2 separate regions of the Triticum aestivum genome follow, and region 1 is linked to region 2. Evidence: chromatin contacts called from public Hi-C data. All regions are on one chromosome and are shown on one strand. The core of a region is the stretch at or near the end of the contact, and the rest is flanking DNA. Distances in the headings are between cores, read along the strand shown. Region 1 has its middle 12 kb from the start of LOC123168017. Region 2 has its middle 3.8 kb from the start of LOC123170025.

Region 1 (3,218 bases), core at 446-2,945, 310 kb before region 2:
TGGTTCTTCAACGAAAAATAATAACACCCTAAAAGAACTTTGACTAGTAAAACAAAGAAAAAAAATCCTATTTATATGGATCTCTAGATCCATTTTTTAGTTGAAGCTCGATGTGATGCACTACAAGGGCTATGCAGAAGATTATAAAAGTTCAAACACATGCATGGGCTGAGAGAGGGAGACAGAGGGAACCAAATAATAAAATATTATCATCATTACCCCTTGTCAAGATCTTCATCACCACAATGAATGCACATTCGAGCATAATAGGTTTACCATGTTGAATCTGAACAATCTGGATTAAGTGACAGAGAGTTTTGGGCACATCAGCGAGATTTGAGCATTCACTTAAGAAAACTTGAAAGATGGGACGATGCAAATGGAAGAAACATGTGATTTGTACATGTCACAAATGAAATGCTTTTGTTCATGCAACTGGTCAAAAACTGTGCATGTTTACTTGCTGTAGTAAACATTTAAATTTGGAGGGAATAAACGTGTTTGAATTATGGAGGCTGAAATATTACGAGTCTGAGTTTACTTGTCGCTTGCGTAGTCTCCATAGCAAGTGGATGATGATCGCCGATATGGCGACTCTCAAGAGAAACACTCCCTAAAAGAACGTTAAATAGTAAACAAAGGAAAAAAAATCCTATTTCTACGAATCTCTGGAACCATTTTTCTGCTGAATCTCGAAGTGATACACTCCAAGGGCCATGCAGAAGATTATAAAACTTCAAACACGTGCCTGGGCTGAAAGAGAGAGGTATAGGGAAATGTTGATCACACATTTGAAAAATGTTGGTCACGCATTTGAAAAATGTTCAATTTGTATAGAAATATGTTGACCATGTACTAAAAAAATGATGAAACATTTTCATAATGTATATAAAATATGTTCAAAAAGAATTTGAAAAAAGGTTGAACAAAGCATTTAGAAAATGTTAAATGTGTATAGCAAAAATGTTGACCAAGTGTTCAATTTTTTATATATTTCATTTCGAAAATATTTAACAAGCATTTGAAAAAAATGTAAATGAGCATATCAAATATGTTAATCCTTGTATTTCAAAAATCTTGATCAATCATTTGAAAAATGTCACGTTGTCTATAGTAACAATGTTGACAATGTATTAAAAAGGTTAAACCAACATTAAAAAATGTTAAACGTGTATTTGAAAAATGTTTTTGAATATACAAAAAATGTTGAATAAAAACAAAAGACACAAGGAAAACCAAGAAATGGAACTAATAAAGAAAAACGTGAACTAAAAATAAAAAACGAAAAAACAAATGTAGAAAGAATAAAAAGTGAAAACAAAACAAAAACCAAAAAAGAAAAAACAAAAGAAAATGAAAAGGCATTTAAAACTAAAGAAAGAAATGGAAAAAATGGAGAAGGAAAAAGAAAAAGAACAAAAAAGCCAAAAAGGAAGAAAAACGGAATAACACATAAGAAAATGGAGAAAGAGAAAAAAAACTAGAAAACCAGTTGGGCGCGCCCAGCTACTTTAACATGAAGTCGAGTGAGCTGAGTGGGTAAGAGCGTAACACCCTGGAGACCAGGGATTGATCCCCGGGTTCCCTCATTTTCTTCTATCTTTTTTAAGACTGCACGCTCGTAACGGACCGACCCGACATTGTAGCGCTTGACGTGAGGGTTTCCCCTCGCTTAATGCGAGATATAGACGGCGCGTGTTGGCTGTGAGTTAGACGGCTGCCTGGCCTACTGGGTGCCAGTGTTGGGCTGGCCCAGTAGGACGTGGATCGTTATGCTAACGTCACTCAATTATCTTTTTTTATCTCTTTTAAGTTTATTTATATTTTTAATGTGCATCATCAGTATTTCTTAAAAAACTTAAAACCACTAATTTGAAAACAATATTAGCATCGTATGAAAAATTGGTTAGCGTAGTTTAAAAAAGTGTTGATAACTTAAAAAATGTTTGTGACAATGAAATAATGTTCCATGTGTCTATAATATGTATTAATTTTTTTAAATGAGTATGAAATGTAAACAAGTTTGCGTCACATAAATATTTTGGTACTATTAAAAAATTTGCATGACATTTTATGGAAATATTTCCGCATTCCAAAAAAAATCTGTTTCATTTCAAAAAAGTTATACAGAATGTAAAAAATATTCACTTAGGCTAAAAAAATGTTTCTTTCCATTAAAAGGATATGTGTAATTTTATAGAAATAATCATGTGTGTCCAAAATTGTGTACGAATATTTAAAAAATGTTTATGCAATGTAAAAAAATTGTAGCATAGTTTATAAAATATTTATTTCCATTAAAAATGTACAACATGTATTTGGAATATTTTACCATGTATTCAAAACTTGTTCAAAACATGTATTTTAAAAAAGTACATCATGTATTTGAACAAAGTCCAACGCTTGTCAGACAAATATTTCACGTGTGCTCCAAAAATGTGCATTGTGTATCTATACAATATAAAAAGACCCAAAGGGGCAGATCCAATTAATCTCGGTCATCAAATCATGTCAATCCAACGACCTAGACTGCTTCAATATCAAGCGCTCAACACGTTTAGCGTGCAGTTAATTTCATGCCAAATATAGTGCTAATCACATAATAACACGCAAATAATATCCTACTTAATATCCACATGCACTTAATATACTTCCAAATCAACGTGCATTGCACGTACACATTGACTAGTTGAGAAAAAGTAGACATGTGCTGCAAAACCAAAAACTGGTCTCTGCTTCCTTTTCTTAGCAAGAAAATTCTCACTCCACTACGGAGTAGCAAGATTTCGTGCATTTTGCACTATGGGAGTGCATGCATGCCACGGCCTTCGATCTATAGTTCTTACACGAACCAACCTGTTGTTGGGATGATTAGGTGGGCAGTGGTATCCCCAGCCCACCAGGATTCAAATCCTGGTGCTCGCATTTATCCTGGATTTATTTCAGGATTTCCGGCGATACGCTTTCAGTGGGAGGAGACGTTCCCGTCGACTACGAGGCGCCCATGATGACTTCGTAAAATCTCAAAATGATATGCCGGCTCAGTCTCTGGGAGGTGCTCATAGGGGTAGAGTGTGCGTGTGTGCGTTCATAGGGTGACTGTATGCGCGTTTATATGAGCGCTTGCGTCTACTGTGTTAAAAAAAAATTCTATAGTTCTTACTAGCTCTGAATCGTGAGAGCATCTCGGAATCTTTGCTTTATTGACGTTTGGTTGC
Region 2 (3,487 bases), core at 468-2,967:
CACTCATGCATGTTGCGTGACTGGCCGTGGACCAAGCACGCCTCTATGTAAACAAGCAGGCAATTCCCGCTCATCCCAACAATCAGCCCGCTCAACTGTAACATTGGACAGAGCTTTCCGGAGGAACTGACGACGCTGAGGGGCCCATAACCAGTATCATGCGTGGCGGTTAGTGTGTATATGCCAGTGGCTATCTCAGATCAAATACACAAATCTCGTTAAAGCGCATTATTATTTAGTAACCACAGACAACGACCAGGGCCCATGCCCACCTCTCTCCTAGATGGTCTCCGCCTGCCTATCGTTTCGCCACAGTGAATCACTGGCGGTGCTCTCCGAGCCAACTTGACTTTAACATATCATGTATATTGTATATCCATGATCATCGCCCAAAGGGATCACGACCCGATAGTGTAGCATGTCAAGCATACAAGGGTGTAGGGCCATTGATGGGACTCTAGCATTCTTATACTAAGCATATAGGATAACAGGTAAGGTATCAACAACAGTTATCAATAACACTATGCATCAGAAATAGGATCTACTGATAAGACACCAACTGAATGGACACTCTAATGCAAGAAGTAGAGGGAAAGAATGGGAGATATCGGAATGATAAAGGGGGTTTGCTTGCCCGGAAGCTCTACTGAGAAGTATGGGTCGTCGGCGATGTTGTCGCACTCAGGGTCAACGGCAGTCTCGGGGTCTACAAAAAAGGAAAGAGAGGAGGGGGGAAACAAATAAATAACGGGCAGGCAAACACAGCACAGATGCATGCCATGCCAAAAGTGTTGATTATGTGCTCTAATGCACTACTACATATTTTAAAAGAGGAGGGAAAATATTTAGGAATATTTTCCCAGCTCCAGATATTATTCTGTTAATTGGTCCTAATGCAAAATGTCAATGTTAATTAAGATAGAAGTATTTTTCATTCATGTGGATGAAATATTCAAATTCTTTATGTTTTTCTGATCAATTTTCATATATAAATTATTTTCATCCGAATTATAGACTATTTTATATGAATTCCAAATTTTAAATGATTTTCTATTTTTTCTGGAATATTATTAATTCAAAAATAAATCTTAATTGCTATAGGTACACATAAGTGTACCCAACAGTGTGCACATGTGACTGACAGTGGGGCTACTGAGCTGAGTCCATAGCCCAATCAGTAGTCAACAGTTTGACTATTGACTGGTCAAACCTGACCAGTGGGTCCCACTAGTTAGTGACAGGGTTTATTAACATGGTTTAATTAGAATTTTTATACTAATTAACTTGTGGGGTCCAGTGGTTAGTGACACATTTAGTTAATAGAGTTTTAATAAAAGTAAATCTAATTTAGGTTACTTAGTGGTTGGGGTCGAGTAGTCAGTGTTGACAGGTTTAATTAGAGTGAACTAATTGCTACAGTGAGCGGGGCCTGCGTGCTGGTGGGGATTAGTGCTGTGTTTATCTGCTAGGGTCTGTCTAGAACACATTTAGATGTGACATAACTATGTCACATCTTATGTCACATCTAAGTTGATGTCCACTCTGTTTGTGGTCTATTTTTTTTTAGTTTTTTGTGTTTTGTTGCTGCATTATATATTTGTGGGAGTTTAGATGTGACACCCTTAAAAAATATTTAGATGTGAATTAGTCAAACTGTATCCACTAACCCAGTTGCTAATGACCTGGGCCCACCATAGTTGCCAATGATGCTCCAGCAACCATCCGAGACAGCGGTGACGTGCGGGATTCGCCGTCCGGCAACGAAATCGCACACAGTTGGTCGCGTTCAAACGCGGGCGTTCAGCCGCGTTCAACGGTGCCACGAGCGTGATCTAAGATGGGCTATAATGACGGCGGCGTCGACGTGCAACGGCGGCCGGAGTCGAGCGTGGATGGTTCCGGCAATGCAGCGCGAGAGTGGGCGAACTAAGGCCATGGGGAGCCCCAGGGGAGACGCCCTGAGCAAGCTGGCATCCTCGGCTGGCTATAAAAGGGGCGGCAGCGACTGCAACAACTATGGTGGCGGCGCTGTGCTTCGGCCATGACGGACACCACAGCTAGGGGGCGCGAGATGCGGCGTAAGGAGAGAGGAAAAAGAGAGGATATCACCGGGGAGGCACAAGGAGTCCCGGCGAGAAGCTACTAGCTGCACTGGCGGCGAATCGACACGGTGGACAACAGCGGCCGAAGGAGGAAGACAAGCTCGATCCCGTCGTTGAACGGTGCCCCGGTCAATATGGACCTTGCAGACGATGTGGACGACGACGGGGAAGCGGATGGACAAGCTCCTAGGCGCCGGGGAGCTCAGTTGGCGCGAGGGCGATAGCGGCAACGGCGACGATGATGTCCGATAAGCGATGTGAAGAGCAGAGTCACGCGAGGGGGGGGGGGGGGGGGGGGGGGGGGGGGGGGGGGGGATTAGGGGAGCTAGGGTTCGTTAACGGCGTCGAGGGGGATTGTACGACTACATGGGAGAGCAGAATGCGCGCCGCGTGGCGATCCCCGGCCATGGACGCGCTCTCGCTGCGTCCACGGGGGCGCGGTGAATAGAGGTAGGGGATGAGGGGGTTAAGTAGGCTGGGCCTCACTGTTCTCATAAGGCCCAGTTGCATAGTTTGACTATTTTCTTTCATTCCTTTTCTTTTCCGCCTCTTCATTTTTTCCTGTTTTGCATTTTGTTTTAATACCAAATGATTTTAGATGTTGAAGAAACTTGTCACATAAAAAGTAGGCAATGTTTTGAGCTAGCCGACCAAGTCACAATTTATTTTGAAAAGTTTAAATATTTATTTAATCTGGAAAGGCCCAATTAAATGTTGATGGTTCTATATTAATGATGCTAATGGCATTCTAATAAATTCTAATGATGTTTTTCCTTCAAGAAAATTACTTAGTGAATATTTGCAAGACCCACATCATTTTTGTTTTACTGTTTGAAGGAATAATAATTTGACTTGCAATTTGAATTTGCATTTTGGATTAATTATTAATTGCAATTTAACTATGATAATCATGATGACATGGCACATTATGTAGGATAATGACATGAATAATATCTAGGGGTGTCACATAACTGCAAGAACCTCATGTTGAACGTGAACTTGTCTCCCATAAACGATCATCTATGAAAAAGGCTATAAGAAACCCAATAAATTCAACCATCTGTGCAACTTCTAGTACTTCAAACTTAGGTGGACTCGTTTCACAATGGGTAACCTAACCATTTGAGTATGCTCATTTCACTACAAAAAAGTTAGAACTAACTCCCTACCATTTCCATAACATTTGATTATATTACTTGAAACCCGGGTGGATTGAACATCAAACGATCAAATAGATTTTGATTGCAAGAGGCTTTGGGACTAGATGGCTTATTTGTATGGACATGATCATCTCCTCTGGCTCTTCATCATTTCTTCTTAACACCATTCCTGAGAAATAATTTTTGTGTAAGGGATGGGTTAGACCGGGAGATCATTTATCTACT

The links. A called contact is a pair of places that touch in the nucleus more often than the background predicts.
Region 1: a contact with region 2 is called in a Hi-C map of an unstated tissue, with 5 times the contacts expected there. The contact joins two enhancer-like sites. A contact is called at or near these places in 2 of 5 Hi-C or Micro-C datasets (leaf and an unstated tissue).

Annotation. Positions count from the first base shown.
Region 1 is chr7D:622,734,463-622,737,680 of IWGSC CS RefSeq v2.1, reverse strand. No RefSeq gene overlaps it. Among protein-coding and RNA genes, the nearest start is that of LOC123168017, 12 kb to the left of the region's middle. Within about 2 kb of position 1,695, at least 5 of the 8 cell types and tissues checked have an H3K27ac peak or open chromatin away from gene starts, as enhancers often do. A contact at or near this core is called in leaf, where this site is marked.
Region 2 is chr7D:622,424,686-622,428,172 of IWGSC CS RefSeq v2.1, reverse strand. No RefSeq gene overlaps it. Among protein-coding and RNA genes, the nearest start is that of LOC123170025, 3.8 kb to the left of the region's middle. Within about 2 kb of position 1,717, at least 5 of the 8 cell types and tissues checked have an H3K27ac peak or open chromatin away from gene starts, as enhancers often do. A contact at or near this core is called in leaf, where this site is marked.